Regions from separate parts of the Anser cygnoides genome. Here region 1 is linked to region 2. Evidence: chromatin contacts called from public Hi-C data. All regions are on one chromosome and are shown on one strand. Each heading gives the region's core, a stretch centred on a gene start, on an enhancer-like site or on the middle of the called end of the contact. The rest is flanking DNA. Distances are from core to core; before and after follow the strand shown. Region 1 holds the start of IRS2 (insulin receptor substrate 2). Region 2 overlaps MYO16 (myosin XVI).

Region 1 (5,533 bases), core at 2,540-5,039, 390 kb before region 2:
CAACAAACAGATTTATAAAACTGCCCGGAGAGATGGCCTCTCCTCCTGGCCAAGTAACACAGGCTTCACAACTGGGTAGTAGCTCGGTCATGGTACATTAGCCCTCAAAGGAGCTGAGAAAGGTTAGAGAGAAAGACGTTGATGGGAGTTCATGTCCTCTCACAGTAAGGTTATGAAATGTATAACCAGAATGACACTGTATCAGAAGTATGCAAACAAATGTACAAGGGAATAAACTGACTTCACCTGTTTATGTAGAAGTTCAAGGACATCAAAATATAAATCACTCTATTTTGTTGGAACAGATAACTGTACTCCAGATAGCACAAGAAAGTGTTGCTGACGCACATAATCTTTCTCTACACTTTTCCCATGGCTTGACTACCATCAGCTTTGTGATCCTGGCAACAGGTAGGAGGCAAGAGCCAAGCCAAACATCGAGCACATCCCTTTCAACTCTTGCTCCTTATCCTCAAACGGAAAGATATTTCAAAATGAGATTTAGACTAAGAACAAACAAAAATGAAGCACAGGACAAATTCTGGAATTCAACCGACTCCTGCATCCTGCCTCTCAGAAGGTTTTGAGTAACCTGGCTGCGATCTGGAGCAATATTTAAATATACCTACATATTCATAGCGCCCGGTGCTCACAAAAAATGGATCCTGCATGTGCTGGGCTTGTAGAATCAAGCTTCCCCATGTACCTAAAAACAGCTGCACGTCCCTAGAGGTAATACTTTTATCTGACCAGGTGCAGGCAACATTTAACTACTGTTCCAGCAAACAGCCTGCCCAAGCAAAATTCACTCACAGCTTGCGAAGTTCATTGCCTGCAAATCACAGTTGCTGGCCACTGTTTATCATCTGTCCATATAGTTTAGTAACCAAAACACAGTCTAAACACATTTATAAATAAATTAAATGATCACCTGTCTTCTTTTGACATATAAGGACCCCAGATACTCAAGGAGTGGAAGCATGACATCAGTAGGGCTCCGTGCTGGCAAAACTGTATTTGGTATATCTAAAGACAGCTTCATAAGTAAGGTTGGTGTAGCCCTTTCTTGGCATGTCCCTGCCAGTTGAGGGTGGAAGGAGTAACATGTTATGACTGACATAACTGTGAGCAAATGCCCCTAACACAGATAGTCCATTTTGATAAGTCTGACCATTACCTAACACAGCTTATTTTTCTTGGAGGAAAAAAAAAGAGATGGCTGGAACACGGTATGCTGGCAAAAGCACAGTTTAGCAGGCATGAAAGTTGTTAATATGAGCACTATTTTGTTGGTCTACTTCATATATTGGCAAAGCATTCCCAGAAGAGACTTCAAGCTAGAAGATAAATGTGTTGAAACAGAGATGGGGCAGGGTGATATGACAGAAGAAAAGGAATGGGAGAGGTAAAAGAAAATTGTTTTTTCTTTCATCATGATGGAATTATTCTTTGGAGATGATCTAAGCAAACATCCTCTGGCAAATCTACTGCAGTTACTGAAGATGCTGCTGTCCCTATTTGCCCACCCCTGTGTTCTTCCTGAGATGGCTCAGTGGAACAAGAGAACAAGTGCTATGCTTCAGCCACCCAGATTCATAGCCTGCCTCATTGAAAGCCCGCAGAAATTAAAGCTAGTATGCTACACGACACATGGAAATAGCTGAAGTATAAGACATGCCAGCCTGTAGGAACAGTGAACTGTGGCCGAGAGGTGGGATGGAGCAGTGGTGCTAGTCCGTTTGTTTCAATTAAATGCCCCTGTAATTACACTGAAATGACTGGGAAAATTTTCCAGAAGGGGATATAGTTTTGAAAAACAATTCAGAGGAGTTCAAACTCTGAATGAGGAAGACCACCTATGTAAACTAGGGTCATTCATTCAAGAGGGTCGGTCATGCAACAATAGTTGTGTTTTTGTTGTTGTTGTTGTTGTTGTTGTTTTTTACCTGAAGTTTATGCACACCTGAGAACCACTTCCTGTGCTTTGTACCAGTTATACACGAAAAACAAAAGAAAACCAACCAAACAAAATAGGGGAAAAAAAGCTTGTTATGCATCAGCCACTGCTAAAATTAAATGATACAGATACTCTTTATATCAATGTCAATATAGAAATCAATCCTGAATGCTAGTCTATCTCAATGCCTGTCATACAAATTGTTTGCTTAGTTCTGCAGCTAGTCATTACATCAAAACGTTTATTGAACGCGTTGTAATGACTTACATATATGTAAATACCATTTAGAGAAATGAATATTCATCTTCTTTAGCATGTCAGATGTAAGAATGCGTGCGTAAGGTCACCGCGTGTATTTCATAAACGTCTGGAAAAATCTTTCCAAATTTGCAAGGGGTTTCCAGACAAATGACTCCTGACAGTGTTTACGGGCCCAGATTGCTCGGAGCGGCAAGAAATGGTTCACCTAACTCCCCTGAAGCCTGCAGCTGACAGCCTGTCGGTAGCACAGCCACTACGCCTGCTTTTCCATACGAAACCTTCCGCGTTGAGGTCTGCTGTGCCATCACGACGCGTCATCTAAATTTACAATTCCCTACCTCTTCCATGCATTTTCCAGACACAGGAGCCGGCGCCCGTTGCCAGGACAGCAAACAGGGTCAGGACGGCTTGCTTTCGGCTGGGGCGCGGGGAGGCGGCGAGGACCTTGCCCAGGGTGACCCGGTGAATCAGCAGCGCACGGCGGGCGCCCTGGGGAGAGAGGTCAGGGCCTCACACCTCCACCGCCTGCCTTTCTCCCCCTGCTTCCCCTTCCCCAAGAAACAACCCAAACCCCGCCACCTCCCAGCCAAGACCCAGCGTCTCCCGGTGAGGCGGCGGGAGAGGCCCTCCTTCAGCAGCCGCTTCATGGCAGCCTCCCAGCATGACGAACCACCACGGTGGTCTTCCCCAGCCTCTCCCCCTCCTTCCCTCAGCTGCTCATTTCCAAAGGAGGCTGCGGGCGGCCCCGCATCGCTTTCTCTCCCCCTCCATCCCCTTTATTCTTTCTTTTTTTTTTATATTTGCGCGACCGCAGCCTCACTTTTCTCCCCCCTGGGGTGCGTACAAGAGGCAGGGGCACCCCCACCCGGGGAACGGGGGTGCTCGGCGTGAGCCCCGCGGCGTAAAAACGGATTTATCGCATTAAACAGTCCCCGCTCCAGGCGGCGTTTCCCCGCCGCACGCAGATAACGGCGGAGGAGGGAAGGAGAAACTGGGGGGGGGGTGGGGGGGCGTGAGGTGGGCGCCGCTCTGCGTGCGTGCGTGGGGAGGGCTGACGCACACACACGCGTGTGAGTGTGTGAGCGCGTGCGGAGCCAGGAGGAGGGGCGGTGGGCACACGCACACGCCCGGAAGCTCGGCTCCGGGGGCCCGCGGCGGGCGGGGCGCCGCCACCTGACGGCAGCCCCCCGGGACGGCGAAGGGGTGCGGAGGGGCGGCCGGCGAGCCCACGGGCACCGTGCCCCTCGCCCCGCCGCCGCCGCCGGCTCCTCCGCCGCGCTCCCCGCGTCCCGCCAACGGTCGCAACGGTCCCTGAGGCGGGCACGCTCCGGGGGCGGGGCGCGGCCGGGTCCCGCCGCCGCGGGCGGCGCCTGAGGGGAGCCGGGGGCCGTGGGCGGGAAGGGGCCCGCCGCCGGGGGCGGGGGGAGGCGAGGCGCCGGGCGGCCAATGGCAGCGCGCCGCCTCTCCGCTTAGCGCCCGCCCCGCCGCGCGATTGGCCGCGGCGGCCGCCGCTCGCGCGGCGCGGCGGCCAATGCGGGGCGGCGGCGGCGGCGGCGGGGTCCCGCCCCGTCTCGGTGTGTGAGCGCCTCGGTAACTCGGCGGTCACGTGTTGTTTTGCTCTTTAGTTGGGGCACTCGGTGCGCGATGCGTTACTCACTGCCACGCTCCCGCCGGCGCAGGCAGCAGCGGCAGCGCGAGCAGCACCGGCAGCAGCCCGGCGCGGTGGGAAGCGCTCGCAGCGGCAGCGGCAGCAGCAGGAGCAGGAGGAGCGCCGCCGCCGGCAGCCCAGCCGGGGAAGCCGGGGCAGCACCAGCCGCCGCTGCCGCCTCCTAGCGCGGTGTCCCCGCTGCGGGCGCCCATCCCGGCCCGGCGCGGGCAGCGAGCCGCCTCGGGGCCGGGGATGGCGAGCCCCGCCGTGCTGGGTCCGCCGGGCTCCCCGCCCGGCCCCAACCTGAACAACAACAACAACAACAACCAGGGCGTGAGGAAGTGCGGCTACCTGCGCAAGCAGAAGCACGGCCACAAGCGCTTCTTCGTGCTGCGGGGCCCGGGCGGCGGGGAGGAGGCGGGGGGCGCCCGGCTGGAGTACTACGAGAGCGAGAAGAAATGGAGGAACAAGTCCGGGGCGCCCAAGCGGGTGATCGCCCTGGACTCGTGCCTCAACATCAACAAGCGCGCCGACGCCAAGCACAAGTACCTCATCGCCCTCTACACCAAGGACGAGTACTTCGCCGTGGCGGCCGAGAACGAGCAGGAGCAGGAGGGCTGGTACCGGGCGCTCACCGACCTGCTCAACGAGGGCAAGGCGGCCGGGCAGGGCTCGCCGCGCCGCCACCTCCCGTCGCCCTTCGCCGCCTCCTGCAGCGCCGCCGCCGCCTCCTCCCTGGCGGCCGCCGGCGAGGAGCTCAACTACGGGCTGGTCACGCCGGCCGCCGCCGCCTACCGGGAGGTCTGGCAGGTGACGCTGAAGCCCAAGGGCTTGGGGCAGAGCAAGAACCTCACCGGCGTGCACCGGCTGTGCCTCTCGGCCCGCACCATCGGCTTCGTGCGCCTCAACTGCGAGCTGCCGTCGGTCACGCTGCAGCTGATGAACATCCGCCGCTGCGGCCACTCGGACAGCTTCTTCTTCATCGAGGTGGGGCGCTCGGCCGCCACCGGGCCCGGCGAGCTGTGGATGCAGGCGGACGACTCGGTGGTGGCGCAGAACATCCACGAGACCATCCTGGAGGCCATGAAGGCGCTCAAGGAGCTGTCCGAGTTCCGGCCCCGCAGCAAGAGCCAGTCCTCGTCCTCCTCCTCCTCCGGCGGGGCGGGCGGCGGCGGCGGGGCCGGCGGCTCCTCGGCCACCCACCCCATCACGGTGCCCGGCCGCCGGCACCACCACCTGGTCAACCTGCCCCCCAGCCAGACGGGGCTGCTGCGCCGCTCCCGCACCGACAGCCTGGCCGCCGGCCCCAAGTGCGCGCCGTGCCGGGTGCGGACGGCCAGCGAGGGCGACGGCTGCCGGGTGGGCTCCGCCGCCGGCAGCCCCATGAGCCCCGGCCCCGTGCGGACCCCGCTCAGCCGCTCGCACACGCTGAGCGGCGGCGGCGGAGCCCGGCCGGCGGGGAAGCTGCTGCCGGTGCTGGCCGGGGGCGGGCTGCAGGGCAGCCGCTCCATGTCCATGCCCGCCTCGCACTCGCCCCCCTCCGCCACCAGCCCCGTCAGCCTGTCCTCCAGCAGCGGGCTGGGCTCCGAGCCGCCGCACCCGCACCACCCGCAGCGCCCGTCCAGCGGCAGCGCCTCCGTCTCCGGCTCGCCCAGCGACGCGGGCTT
Region 2 (4,977 bases), core at 600-3,099:
CATCTGCACATGTGAGATGCTAAATCTTGGTTAAGTCACATACATGCATATACTCATCTAATTAGGTCTCCTGTCTTAGTTTGCTACTATGATTCTACTGAGATTTCTTTTTTTTTTTCTTTTTCTTTTCTGCTTCTTGACTGTGATGCATGCTTGACAATGATGCATGCTAATTAGCATTATTTTTTTTTCTACAAAACCACATTGGACAGCAACTTGTATTCAATGGTAAGTGAAGTTTAAACATTCATTTGAAGGCCTTTGAACAAAATTCTGTTTTTAATAACCAGTGCTAAGGTCAAAGTTTGGGGGGCAAAGAACTAGTATATTCTGCACAAACATCAAGCAGATTTTTTTCAGATTTTTTTTTGAAAGGCTTAGTTCATTCTGTATTGTCAACTCTTAAAAGACTACTAATTCTAACCACCAATACAGATAACTGCATAAAGTATCATATTCAGCCATGTAAACAAGTAATCAAACAAACTTATAATTGAGGAAGCAATTTGAAACATTCCAGGAATGACCAGTGAGCAATAAGGACTCAAGTGTCAGTTTCATGCAATCACAAAATGCATTAAATGATGGCATTATGGTTCTATTATGGATTTGAATTTGAACAGATAATGACACAGCTATTAGTTTATAATGGTAATCATACCTGCCAGTCTCATCTTGATTTTGGAGGTAGCAGTTGATTGTGTTGACTAGAAAGCTAAATAAACGACCATATAGAGATTTTGCCAAGAGATCCCGATAAAATTCTGCAATCTCTATAGTGTGCCTCCGTACTATCGTGTCTCCTAAGAGAGAAATCAGAAAATGGAAATAAAACAATTTGTAAAGCTTGCTTTAAGTAATTTTAGTTACAATAAGTCCTCCCATCCATTTTACTTCTTCTTTGCCACAGCTAAACATGGTGCTAGTTTCTTTCTGAAGCCTCCAGTGACAGATGAAAGACTATTAACACTCACAAGATCTTCAGCTTGGAAACATGAACTTCTTTTCAATAGAAAAGGGTATGGTTATTACACACAACTAGCATTTTACTGAAAAAAACTTCTTCAAAACTTGTGTTTTTAGGGACACTCCTGTTGACTTTAGTTCTTAGTATTAACAACTAATCTGTCATCTTGACATACTTGTAAGATTAATAAAGCTAGGAGTCCACCAGTGTCTGACTGCAAAGCTCCTTCGCACCATGTTATAAAGACAGTTCTAATTCAGTAGTCTGATCTGACATATTGCATGGTGGATAATCCTACGTATTCCTCAGAGAGAGGAATTTATTTTTCATGAGACCATGAAAAATAAAGAACAAAAATTATCTGCTTTTAAAACTCTCAAATCAGAAGGATCAAAATGACATCAGGTCTGATCTATGAGAATGTAAGCTTGGAAAAGATTACCTTTAAAATACTGGACATCAGTTGTTAAGGCTGAAGCGAGCTCATCTGGTGAAACCTGCAGCATCCCTGCCACTGAAACGAAAAGAGAATTTTAAAAAAGCTTTAAAAAATTTAAAGAATTTGTGCTGGACTGTATATTTCATTTTTATAACAGATTTTCTTATGTAGATGTTATTTTTTGAACAGTGAAAGAACCTACACATTAAAGAAAAGAGCGCTGTCACAGGAGTAATCAGAATTAATGAACATATAAAAATGTATTACTATAATCAGCACTTTGTGAAGTTGGACTGTATCTGTATATTACATTACAGCTTTCTTTCCTCTTTAAAGATTACTCAGGACTTTCCACAGCGCTTGGCAGACTTTCTCTCCTATTACAGTTAAGGTATGCTATTTATTGACAATCTGTATCCATAAGCCACTTTGAGGAGATTTATTAGTGACCAACAGGGCAAACTTCAAAGCATGAAAGCATGAGACCTTCTTAAGACACAGATTTTGAAAGGAATTTGATTCAATGCAAATTGTTCAGCTGTTGACGAGCAGCACAAGAGTGTTTTAAAAGAGGGCTGCACAAAGTGCACTGAACAACTTCTTTTGGCAAATGACACCATTAAATCTGACATTGAATTGGATAATTCGCAATCCTAGCATTTTATTTAGTCTCATAAAAATCTGGAGTTTATAAAACATCCAAGTTGATTGGGTGCTTGTCTTCTCACAGCTCCAGAAGCTGGCTGTCTCCCTGGAGCTGGGTTTCCATCTGTCGGTGGCTTGACGCAACCTCCCTGTTGCGGGGCCAAGCAGGCAGTGCCAGCAGGTTGTGTCCCACTGACCTTGCTCCAGCAGCTGCAGGTCCGACACAAGTGCTGTCTCGGCGTCTGTCAGAGCCGTAAAACTAATGTCTCCAAGATGCAGAATTGCTGAGAGAATCACAAACAGGTTCTCCACCTCCTGCACGTAGTTCATGCACAATTAAAGACAAAGAAGAGATTTGTTGGGCACACTGGTGAAAGGCAATGCTCTATCAAAATGCACATTCCAGTAGTTTTTATCCTTGGCATTTGCTAAATTAAAAAGTATTCATGAAATAACTATTAACAGTAACATTTGGATTTACAAATCAAACTGGAACCCATTTAGGACCTAAAACAACAAGATTACCTTTTTAACTTTTGTTTTGATGTAAATCACATTAGCTACTGATTTTAGAAACTTTTTTACAGTGTGTGAAAAAACACTGAGATACGTTTACTGGATGAACTATTTCTGCAAAAAATAAATATATCTTCTCCACAGAGAATTTCCGTTAAGACAAATTCTGTATCTGGGTCTGTTTTTTCCTGCAAGGTCTGTTTTTTCCTTAGCCAAGTGCATTCACAAGCAAAGTGTCTAGCTTTAAATTATATCAGGTTCCTGGTAGTAAAAGCTGTAGTTAAGATTGGAAAGAAACAAAAGCAACCCCCTTGCTCACACGCTTACCCACCATGATTGCATGCTATCTTCAGATGTCTCTAATGTCCTGAAGCAGTTATCGTTAAGGGCTATTTTTTTCCTGCCCTCATTATTACCACACCAAGAAGAAAGTGAATGTTTTTGTTTCTTTGCTTGTTTTAATGTTTTTAAATTCAAGGAAAAAAAAAAGAGCTAAGACATTAAAAACATGTGTTCTTAATTTAAAAAAAAAATAAATCAGTTATATAACAATGGTGCTCCTTTAAAAATATAAAACAGGAAATCTGATATCCACCATATTATTGCATGACATTATGTATAGCAAAGCTACTTGATAACTCTTACTTGAAATATTTTTTAAAAATATAATATTTAGAGCCTGATTCTACTGAAACAGTAGAACTGACAGCAAGAAGTCCCACTTACTGCAATTTGCAGGGTAAGATTAAAAAATACACTGCAAATGAAACATTTAGCCAATATATCCCCTCTACTCTCTAGTGACTGCAATGAATTCTGAACACATTAAAACCAAGCTTGGACAACTTTTCATTTGTTTGCAGAAGCTACAGGTAAAAAAAAAAAAAAAATGCTTAAGTATTTCTGTGAAACAGACTACAGGGCATTTGATAGTTTGATTCCTGAAATTATAATTTAAGACGAGAACTTCAGTCTCGCACTATGTGAGATAGATGTACGTAGGGCAACAGTATATTTTTCTGTTACACAATCCCAAAGTTGGAGATTAAAAAAGATATCAAAACAAGATATCAAAACAACCCAATACGTTGTTGCCCTTTTTTACAGGCAAACTCTGAATAAGATAGCTCTTACCACAGATGAGTTGCCACACTAATCTGGCATTCACGCTAGGATGATACACCCTGCTTCTTGCTCTTAGGCAAGATCGAATGCCATATTAGTAAAGCATAGTTCTTGCTTGTTAACTTGTTCAGAACTGGTTTGGGAATGACTGTACTGCACTGACTTGCAGGAGGGGGAAAATAGCTGTTTATTTTGGTGGTTTTGGTAAGGCCTCAGGTTTAGTTGAGGTTCCAGAGTCTCAAACACTTTTGCATTGTGTTCTAAGACGCATGTTTCCTCGACTTTAAGACAAGTTATTTTATAGACATTAAGGTACTTTGTGGGATTCCATCAAAGACTGTTTAAGAATGTTTATGTTGTTCTTCAAAAAGATAATCTACTCTATTATTGAATGTGACTAGACAGTAAAGGAATAATACACACAGACCTCTCCATGTATCTCAGAAGTAATGGGTAGTAATTTCAGGAGACACGTTTTATCTACATTATTTCTTTCTAATATCCAGCACAAGAAATCAGCCTGCAGTACTCTGGTACTCCACAGATATCTAGTTCACTAAATGATTATTCTCATGCTACTTGGATATAGAAGAGTCTTGAAGCTGGTTTACGCTTCACTGAGATGCAACATACCTTCCTTTCAAGAACTCTAGAGGGTGGTGAGGCCCTGGCACAGGCTGCCCAGAGAAGCTGTGGATGCCCCATCCCTGGAGGTGTTCAAGGCCAGGTTAGATGGGGCTTGGAGCAACCTGGTCTGGTGGGAGGTGTCCCTGCCCATGGCAGGGGGGTTGGAACTTGGTGATCTTTAAGGTCCCTTCCAACCCAAGCCATTCTATGATTCTATGAACTCTAAGCAAAGTGAAGTGCTGGATCCCAAATACTCCATTTTTTTTGTACAGTGTTCTCAGACAGTTTCTGCAGGCTTCCAAACGTGATTTGTTCTGCATTCTATTATTTAGTTATGAGATGAAGCCTTTCATTAATGGAACAGGAAGATTAATCAAAGAGCTAGAGATGAGCTATCATCTGTGAACACCGGGCTAAATGCTGGATTATTGGAAAAGCATGGAACTTCTGCTACTCAATACTACAGGTGCAGAGCTTGAGACTTAGAAGTAAAGAATAATTCTGTTAAATATAGCCATATGTGTTCCACTTCATACATAGCCACATGAATATTCATGGAGGGGAAAAAAAAAAACAACCATTGTTTCTTTATATTAAAAGGTGGCATAGGTTACCAAGGAACATTTGTTACTACCTTAACTAGGGAATACCAAATAAC

What was found. A called contact is a pair of places that touch in the nucleus more often than the background predicts.
Region 1: a contact with region 2 is called in a Hi-C map of liver, with 3 times the contacts expected there. The contact joins the promoter of IRS2 here to the enhancer-like site in region 2. A contact is called at or near these places in 2 of 7 Hi-C or Micro-C datasets (both in liver).

What each region holds. Positions count from the first base shown.
Region 1 is chr1:149,233,418-149,238,950 of Taihu_goose_T2T_genome, reverse strand. IRS2 (insulin receptor substrate 2) reads left to right here and starts at 3,789. Exons shown (of 3, transcript XR_010827027.1): 1 at 3,789-5,533. It overlaps LOC106044456 (a long non-coding RNA gene), which reads right to left and starts at 3,460. Exons shown (of 3, transcript XR_010827033.1): 1 at 2,557-3,460.
Region 2 is chr1:148,838,348-148,843,324 of Taihu_goose_T2T_genome, reverse strand. It overlaps MYO16 (myosin XVI), which reads right to left. Exons shown (of 35, transcript XM_048077901.2): 18 at 2,249-2,366; 19 at 1,410-1,481; 20 at 662-803. Among named protein-coding and RNA genes, the nearest start is that of MYO16, 260 kb to the right of the region's middle. Within about 2 kb of position 1,849, at least 2 of the 3 cell types and tissues checked have open chromatin away from gene starts, as enhancers often do. A contact at or near this core is called in liver, where this site is marked.